Regions from separate parts of the Mus musculus genome. Here all the other regions are linked to region 1. Evidence: chromatin contacts called from public Hi-C and HiChIP or PLAC-seq data. All regions are on one chromosome and are shown on one strand. Each heading gives the region's core, a stretch centred on a gene start, on an enhancer-like site or on the middle of the called end of the contact. The rest is flanking DNA. Distances are from core to core; before and after follow the strand shown. Region 1 overlaps Stk24 (serine/threonine kinase 24). Region 2 overlaps Gm33299 (a long non-coding RNA gene). Region 3 overlaps Slc15a1 (solute carrier family 15 (oligopeptide transporter), member 1).

Region 1 (2,916 bases), core at 35-2,534:
CACACACTTCTCACCTGTGTGGGTTCAAATACTTCATGGTTTGGTTTAGATGGACTCCACTAGAGAGCCCAGTCTGGTCTTGAACTTTCAGTTCCTCTTGCCAACCAACCTTCAGAGCTGGGGTTACAGTGGCCTGCCACTATTCCTGGTTGTATTCAGGATGTTCCAAAGAGGAATCTCAGGTTGCTTTGCAGCCCAGGGCTGTCACTCAGTGTACCGGGGACAGAGTAAGCAGAGACAGTTCCTTGCAGGATTGCTGTGCAGTCAGAGCGCAGCTAACCTCAGGCAGAGACCATGACTGTCCGGCCTTGTAACCTGTAAGGCTGAGCAGGGTGTGTGAAGTCTGGAGATCTGGATGGAGAGCCATTGCCAGGGGCCCCATTGATGCATGGTGGGACATGGCTGTGCCTCAGAGCATGGGAGTAGGTGCCGTAGTTACGAGGACTACAGTGGGAGCACGTGAGTCAGGCCTGCCTCAGTCCTCCTCTTCCTGCTGTGTGGCTTTCTCCCTTTTTCTAGCCACCTTCATGGTGATGACTGAGGTGATGTGGCAGGGATTTCTGGTGCTCACAAGGTTTCAGGAGAATAGCAAGCAAGGGTACTCCAGGTAAAGGCTGGAGATTGTTCTGGTCCCCTGGTCCCCTTCATCGGCCTCTCCTGCCACCTGTGCCGTAAGTGTTGGACTTGTGACAAGTTCATGGTGCAATGACAAGAGCAGGTGCCGTTCTCCACCCCATCCCCATGCCTTCTTTGCCAACCCGTTTTGTCGTGTTTCACACGTGTTGAGCTCCTGACAGCCCTGCTTGTTGTAAAGTTGGCCTGAGACTTGTGTTCCTTTCATACAGTGAGCATTTAAGGAACGTACCGTGCACAGAGGTGACAGTCCGACACAGGGGTTTGGGCAGTTGGAGAGCAGGGCTGTCCCAGTGCCTAGTCTGTCTGAGTCTCAAGTCAGAACCTGCAGGGCCTTAGCTGGGAACACACTGAGAGAGAAACACATCAGATGTCAGGGGTGCTTAGTGAAGGCTTTAGTATTGTGGTAACTGCAGTGACCACAGGCAGCTTGGGGAGCACAGGGCTAATTCACCTTAAAATGTACAGTCCCTCATGAAGTCAGGCCAGGAACCTGGAGATGGGAGCTGTAGCAGAGACCATAGGGGATTCCACTTGCTGGCTGGTTCTTCCTGGCTGGCTTAGTTTGCTTTCTCACATACCAGGGCCACCTGTCCAGGGGTGATGGCCCCTCCCACAGTGGTCTGGGCCTTTCCACATCAATCATTAATCAGGAGAAAAAATGCTTCAAAAAGGCTTGCCTGTAGGTCAGTGTGACGGGGCGTGCTCTCCATTGAGTGAGGTTCTTCCAGCTTATCAAGTCCAACCAGGACAAAGGGAAATGACACGCAGAGTAAGGACTTGAGACCTCATTCTTAAAGGCTCTGGGGAAATTGGCAATAGAGACCGCTATTGATTAAAGGACCTGGGCAGCGTAGCCATCATATGGGGCAAGTGGACTTTGGATCCTAATTCAGATAAAGCAGCTCTGGAAACTTTTATGGTTTTTAAGCAGTTGGAAAGGCTCAGGTATTACTTGATATTAAAGAATTGTAGATACTCCTTGAAAAACTCACTGGAACTTGGACGTACTTTTTTTTCCCCCTTGCTCATTCTGGTAGCAGTGCTGTCTGGAAAATGGGCCATCGGTTGCTGCCTAGCACCACACACGAGAGCTGCTGTGCTCATGGCCTGGGAAAGCTCCAAGTTCAGTAGCTCCATTTCTACTGCTAGTATTGCTAATTTCAGTGTCAGGGTGCAGACAAGCCCTGTTTGGCTGGCATATTGAAGTACTCGGGGGTGAGGGGTGGCAGGTGTCAAGATAGCTTCTGTCTGTCTGTCTGTCTGTCTGTCTGTTTATTCTTTCTTTGAGATAAGATCCTGCTGTATATAGTTCTAGTATTTTGCTGTGTATATGGCTTGAGCTAGCCTCAAACTTGTGGCAGTCCTCCTGCCTCTGTCTCTTGGGTGCTGTGATTACAAGTCACTATACTTAACAAAGTCTATATGAAAGTGATCACAGTGATTACCTTTGTGTGCCATATGTATGGTTATATTAATGTCCATGTCTGTGTGTTTGACCATTTTTATAATAAACATTCTCTACCACTGATAAGAGCATTTGCCTAGGGTGAGCCCCTAGGTTCAGTTCCCAGCACTGCAAATGCCATCAAACAAAGCAATAATGCTTTGAGTTGTGGGCACAGTGGTAATGCAGTCCCTTTATACACCCTTGAAACTACCTCCCTCGTGAAAATCAAGGGGGCAGGGCTAAGGGAAAGCTGCCTGTCTAGTGTCCTAAGACCCTGATTATAGTGCTGCTGTTTGAGACCACTAGGTCTGAGCAGCAGTGTGTAGTACCAGGTGCTGCCCAGGGGTGAAGTTCCTCCTGCTCATGTACTCCTGTTACTGCTGCTGGAAACCTGACACAGGCCTGCTGCCTGCCACAGAGGTGGCCAGTCTGGATCGCTACTGTAGCAATTTTGTATTTGTATGTAGTGTTTGCTACATAAAATCTGTCCACTTGTTTCCTGTGTTAAAATTATGCCACTGGCTTGTGTTTCTTAGTTCAGAATAGTGGTCTTTTTCAGAACCTGAGATTGAAGCGCGCGTGTTTTCCCCTCCCTTGTGCCTGTCTGAATGTGTCTCACGTCTTTAACATGCTTTTGTCCTTGCAGGCAGACATCTGGTCCCTTGGCATCACCGCAATAGAACTGGCCAAAGGAGAGCCACCACATTCTGAGCTGCACCCCATGAAGGTGTTATTCCTCATCCCAAAGAACAACCCTCCCACACTGGAAGGGAACTACAGCAAACCCCTCAAGGAGTTCGTGGAGGCCTGCCTGAACAAGGAGCCCAGCTTTG
Region 2 (2,700 bases), core at 116-2,615, 150 kb before region 1:
ATAGCTGGAGGCAGAGCAGCAGGACACAGGGGACATCTGTTGGAATGCCAAGAGGACATGTTTAGGGCCTTTGAGAAGTTGCAGGAGACCATCGCACACAGTCGAGAGCAAGGGCAGGGGTTGGGGTGGGGGCAGAAGCGACTGTGTGTTCAGTCACGGGTTTATGGGTCATGGCAAAGACATAGGCTTCTCCTTGAAAAGTCCCACACTCTGGCCAGTGCCGAGGTGGGGTCCCTCCGGCTAAAGAAGCAGCAGAAAGAGATCAAGCATTGACTCAAGATCCCCTCATGACCTACAGAAGAGCTGCTCAGTCCAGGAAGGTGGCATTAGGACTTTCAGAGTGGCCCATACTAAGGCTCTGAGTGCTTTGTTTCATCTAGCACTCAAAGGAAGTGGGCCAGCATCTCCTGACTGCCCCTGAGGAGACCAAGGCACATGGCAGTTAAGCAATGTGTGGGAGCAATGTTTGCTCCTACAGGAAGGTGTTCTATCTCCTCTCCTCTTCCCTTTCTTCTCCTCCCTCTCACCCCTCCTCCTCTCTCCTTTTCTTCTCTCTCCACCTTAATTATTCAGGTATTTGCTTAACAAGTTACTTCAGAAAGCACTAGAGGACACCTCCAGTTCCCTTTGTACCTTTAGGTCCTGGGAACAGAAGAACTTACTAAACCTTCAGCTAGAAGGAGTCATGTCTATGAGACTCTGCATTCTTCTTCCAGGAGCAGCATAGAAGAGTGGTCAGTTTATGCTGTAGAAGCCATGGTTTCAACTTGAGGTCCTCTTGCCTCTTATGAGTTGTCTCTTCTCCACCACGGCCAACTGCACACCTGAACTGTGAGCCCTTACTTTCTAAAGTCGTGTCTTCTCAGGCCAGGCCATGAGGAAAGTGCATAATACAGAGAGCAAGTGACTGCATACAGTTCTGAGGCTCAGTTTTCTGTCCAGAAATATGGGTTACCTGGACGTATTGCCCTTGGTGATATGTTTCATGCTCGTGTATCCAGGACCGAGGGGTTCCCAGGACGGAAGGGAGCTGGTTGCTTTAATGAAATGAAACCAGACATAGAAAGTGCATTGGTCTTGCACATAGTAGGTACTCTATACAAGCAGGTTATTGTTTTACTTCTTTGCCAACAAATACTGTTTTACTTCTTTGCCAACAAATACTTAGCAAACATTTACTTTATACTAACTGTAGTTTAGTGCCAAGCGGATGCACCACCCTTGCCTGCTTTGATAGCTTTAAAGGCATTTGATGAGCACCCCGCCCAACCCCTTGGGGTTTGACCAACCATGGCCCAGTGAAGCAACCCTCAAGTGTTTATCTGGGAGTGCCCCATCTTTGCCACAAGGTGGCAGAAGAGTACACTTGTGGGTTACAAAATAACAAAAGTTTTAGGTAAACATTGGCCCTGTCTCCTCCGGAATTGTTCATGCTTAAACATAAGAAGCCTTGTTAGATACCGGAATTGATCATCCTAAATGTTTCCATCTTGAGAAGGGCGGAGGTGGTCTGTTAGGTCGGGGATTCCAGTAGGTTTGCTGTTCCTCAGGACGGCACCCAGAGGCGCCCGATAGTAATGGGCTTTACTGAATTGGGGGATACTGAGGAAGGAGACTGTCGACTAGAAGGCGTCTCCCGCGTGGTGGGTTCTGCATCATTTCACTAATGTCTGACGCACTCGTTTTTCATTCAGCCCATGGCACATTGCTGTTTTCCATGCGTTGAGGTTGCCCGACAGATTAGCAAATCTGAAACAGTGGTGGTTGCTGATAAGTGCTAACAGAAGCAAGCTTAACAAGAGGTTAGAGAACAGCGAGGGTCCACTATGATTATAAATATTATACATGTTCTACCAAGAGAGTTCTGTTTTCAATATGTTGGTTTTTCCAGAATCTTCTACAAGATGCCAATCTGGGAGCCTTTTATAAAGAGTTCTGGAGGAGTCCTGTAGAAATGATCTTGGAGTTTCCTTGATTTTTTTTTTTTTTTTTTTTTTTTTTTTTAAGTTTAAATCCTGTTTTTGCCTTTTTTCCCCCTTGGATCTTTCAAGTCTAAAAACATGTTAGATTCCTCTTCCATTTGATTGGCACTTGGCTGGGTACAGAAATCCCGTTGAAGGAGGTTCTCTCTTGGGTATTTAGGGAGTGTTCTTCCTTGTCTTTCTACTTTTGATGATGCTATTAAAATCCCATGCCAGGCTCAGTATTTAATATTTTATATGGTATTTTAGTTACTCACCATTACAACAGAATACATGACAAAGAAGACATGTGGTATGGGAGGAAAGGTTCGTTTGTCCACCATGACAGGGAAGGCACAACAGCAACACCTGAGGTAGCTGCTCACACTGTATCCACATTCAGGAAGCAGTGAGAGGCAGCTCTTTCACGTTTGATCAGTGTGGGACTCATGCCCAAGGGATGGCACCCTGAATACTCGGCTTGGTTCTTTCCCCCCCTCAGTTAAACATTTCTGGAAACACCCTCCTGGACACACCCAGAGATATGTTAGCAGTGAAGATAAATCATTGTATATGGGAACCCTTTTCCCTAGATAAGCTTGTCCCTTGGATATATTACAGGATGTTTATTCAACACGCTTGAGATTCTAATAATAATGTTTTATTTTAATTAGAAACAGGGTCAGGAGATGGTACATCCCAGAACTTAGGAGGCACAGGAGGTGGATCTCTGAGTTTG
Region 3 (2,961 bases), core at 163-2,662, 170 kb before region 1:
TCCAAGCCCACAGTGCTAACTCTGCCTCCTGCCTTCTTTCCCCCATCTCCAGACAGACACGTTCATGACTTTCGATATAGACAAGCTGACAAGCATAAACATATCTTCCTCTGGATCCCCAGGAGTCACCACAGTAGCTCATGATTTTGAGCAGGGTCACCGGCACACCCTTCTAGTGTGGAACCCCAGTCAATACCGTGTGGTAAGTACTGAACACTACAGATGTCTCTTGGCTATTTGCAATATCGGAGACACAGCTTTAAAAGTGTTTTAGGCTTTCTTTTACATGTATGAGTGTCTTATCTGCATGTACATATGTGTACTACATGGGTGTTTGGTGTCTGAGGTCAGAGAGGGCATCAGGTCCCCAGGAACTATAGTTACAGATAGTTATGAATTATATTGTATGTGCTGGGAATTGAACCCAGGTCCTCTGCAAAAGCAGCCAGTGCTCTTAACCACTGAGCCATCTCTGCAGCCACAGGGCAGAGCTTTTTACTGGTGTGGCTTTGGCTTGGCTTTACCAATATTGAAGACTGCTTTAGGTAATTTCAAACTCTTGAGGAGCACAGACATTTGAGTCCCAGTGAAGGTCTGGCTGGTGGGGAAGGTGGATCACTGTTAATGACGATGTAAAAAGAAAAGTAGGAACCAGGTGTGGTGGTCCATGCCTTTTTTACAGCTCTCAGGAAGCAGATGCTGGCCTGGACTGTATAGGAAGACCCTATCTTAGCTCGGCGCTTAGATTCCAGCACTCGGGAAGAAGATATAGGAGGGGCTCTTTGAGTTTCAGGCTGGCCAGGACTACACAGGGGAAACTTGTCTGAAAACAAAAACAAAAACATGTTAAAATATAAAGGTAAATAAATAATAACTGTGTTATGAGTGTGCACCCATGCTCGTGTATGGATGTACACTTCCATGTGTATATGTAATTCACATGAATGTATATGTACATTCTCAGACTTTGAGGTAATGTGCTTAACATATCATTAATTGTATTAATTGTTAAATGTGCTCTTATAAAAGTATGGTATGTATACCAGATACAAGGAATAAAATACATATGAAATACTACCTGACAAAATGAAGACATCTAGGTGTGTCATTTGGTACAAGAAGAGTTGATCTGAAAAAGGAACTTTGGGCAGTCTGCCAGGGGATTCGAGTGAGGACTTAAGGAAAAACTCAACGTGCGGTTAATGTTCTCAGCCATTTGCTTAACAAGGAAGCTCTTGGGTGGCTTGTTCTATCAGGTGTACGCAGCCTGTGGCCCACAGGTTGACACACCCCAGCCAAGCTGTAAATGTGGCCTAGCAAAACATGCTCGTGAGATGTATTTCCCAGTGGTTTTCCTGACTCATCTGCACAGTTGTCAAACATGAACTCTGTATTAACAATACAGTGTTGCCATGTCCGAAGGTCAGACCATCTAAACTGTCAGAGAGTCGTGCCCTTTGGAGCCACTGACAATCAAGGATCTATAACAGGAAAACGTGTGTTAGCCTGGAGGGAAACCAAGAAGGAAGAAGTAGAACCGTATCTCCCAGGACAAGGGCCAGGATGGTGCGCTCAAAGTCTAAAGTGCTAGTGTGAACTGATCCTAATGAGCTAAGCGCCAGGACACTTTATTTATCTGTTTATTTATTGTATGTGCATGTGTGTTTATCTACGCACATGATGGGCACATAAGAGAGCGGTGGACCCGTGCCGCGGTGCATGTACAGAGGTGAGAGAAAAACTGTGTGAAGTGGAGTCTCCCCTCCCATCTTGTCAAGGATTAAACTCAAAGGGTCAGGCTTACACAGTAGGTGCCTCACACACTGAGCCATCTCTCTGGCTTAGAAACATTCTTATATTCTTTCTTCTCTCTCTCTCAGGTAAAAGATGGTCTTAACCAAAAGCCAGAGAAAGGGGAGAACGGAATCAGGTACGGAGATTTCTCTTGAAACTGGCTCTCCTCGCATCTAACCGAGCTTAACGCATTCCTTTAACCAAGCCCAGTGGTGACCAGGGTGTGAAAGTGTCAAGAGTGTACCAAGAATACACAACCAACGTAATTCATAACTTAGAGAAGAAAGTCCACATCATGTTTATTATCAACTGGTGCGGAAAAATAAGCTATAGAATTCAGCATTCATTCATGACACAAATAATGTTAGCCTTTACCTGGTCACTTATACTTATATGTATACTTATAGCATTATATACTATATAGTGTCTAGTTAGTTAGCTACAGTGTCAGGTTATCAACAGTCCTCCCTGGGGACCACTTTTCCCTCTGGGACCTACCAGAAGCACATGCTCTGGTCAGAGACATCGCCGCTGTGCCCAGGAGACTGCCTTTCTTTCCTGGATCCTGTGCTGCCTTTTTACTCACCCTGGCAGGCCTGAAAATGCCCTGTCCTCTCACACATGTCCCAGAGGTCTGGAGACTTCTCTGATGTTCTCTGATGGTTTCTGACTTTCAGGCACTTCCTTATAACGGCTGGCCTCTCACCAAGCCTCTGGTGTCTTAATCATTGACTTTGACAGTCCCAGATTTTTCTCTGAAAAAAAAAAAAAATCAGTGTAATTCATCTCACCAGCACAAGACCATTTGGTTTTTGGTTCCTTCTCTCATTTTTTCCATGCCTGTCTGTGCTGAGGCTCAGGACAAGTGCCATGGCCTGGTGATGCTGTTAAACAGGAATTTATGACCTCCTAGTTCCTCTGGCTGGAGGTCCAAGATCAAGGTCCCCTGAAGACTGGTCTCTTCTGGAGGCCTTCCTCCTTGGTTGATTGTTGATAGCCATCTTTTACTCTCTGTGTGTCTGCATCCTAATCTCTTCATGTAAGGACACCAATCAGTCATGTCAGGTTAAGTCCCCCACCCCCACCCCCGCCCCCACCCCCACCCCCGCCCCCGCCCCCACCCCCACCCCCACCCCCACCCCCACCCCCACCCAACAGCTTCTTTTC

What was found. A called contact is a pair of places that touch in the nucleus more often than the background predicts. HiChIP or PLAC-seq counts read pairs in DNA pulled down with a chosen protein or histone mark.
Region 2: a contact with region 1 is called in an H3K27ac HiChIP or PLAC-seq map of extraembryonic endoderm stem cells. The contact joins two enhancer-like sites. A contact is called at or near these places in 4 of 15 datasets of contacts at CTCF or cohesin (CD8 T cells, the NIH/3T3 cell line and pro-B cells), 73 of 484 Hi-C or Micro-C datasets (the AML12 cell line, the AtT-20 cell line, B cells and 56 more), 30 of 115 datasets of contacts at active chromatin or transcription factors (CD8 T cells, acute myeloid leukemia, bone marrow-derived dendritic cells and 23 more) and 4 of 9 other capture datasets (adipose tissue, embryonic stem cells, liver and 1 more).
Region 3: a Hi-C map of liver shows a contact between it and region 1, with 2.6 times the contacts expected there. The contact joins two enhancer-like sites. A contact is called at or near these places in 4 of 484 Hi-C or Micro-C datasets (Sertoli cells, bone marrow-derived macrophages, embryonic fibroblasts and 1 more), 1 of 115 datasets of contacts at active chromatin or transcription factors (embryonic stem cells) and 2 of 9 other capture datasets (adipose tissue and liver).

The regions. Positions count from the first base shown.
Region 1 is chr14:121,297,134-121,300,049 of GRCm38.p6, reverse strand. Stk24 (serine/threonine kinase 24) reads left to right here. Exons shown (of 11, transcript NM_145465.2): 6 at 2,730-2,915. Among named protein-coding and RNA genes, the nearest start is that of B930095G15Rik, 50 kb to the right of the region's middle. Within about 2 kb of position 1,284, at least 24 of the 459 cell types and tissues checked have an H3K27ac peak or open chromatin away from gene starts, as enhancers often do. A contact at or near this core is called in extraembryonic endoderm stem cells and liver, where this site is marked.
Region 2 is chr14:121,449,941-121,452,640 of GRCm38.p6, reverse strand. The region is part of intron 2 of Gm33299 (a long non-coding RNA gene); the gene reads left to right. Among named protein-coding and RNA genes, the nearest start is that of Gm33299, 5.6 kb to the left of the region's middle. Within about 2 kb of position 1,365, at least 63 of the 459 cell types and tissues checked have an H3K27ac peak or open chromatin away from gene starts, as enhancers often do. A contact at or near this core is called in extraembryonic endoderm stem cells, where this site is marked.
Region 3 is chr14:121,470,247-121,473,207 of GRCm38.p6, reverse strand. It overlaps Slc15a1 (solute carrier family 15 (oligopeptide transporter), member 1), which reads left to right. Exons shown (of 23, transcript NM_053079.2): 17 at 53-202; 18 at 1,881-1,930. Among named protein-coding and RNA genes, the nearest start is that of Gm33299, 15 kb to the right of the region's middle. Within about 2 kb of position 1,412, at least 11 of the 459 cell types and tissues checked have an H3K27ac peak or open chromatin away from gene starts, as enhancers often do. A contact at or near this core is called in liver, where this site is marked.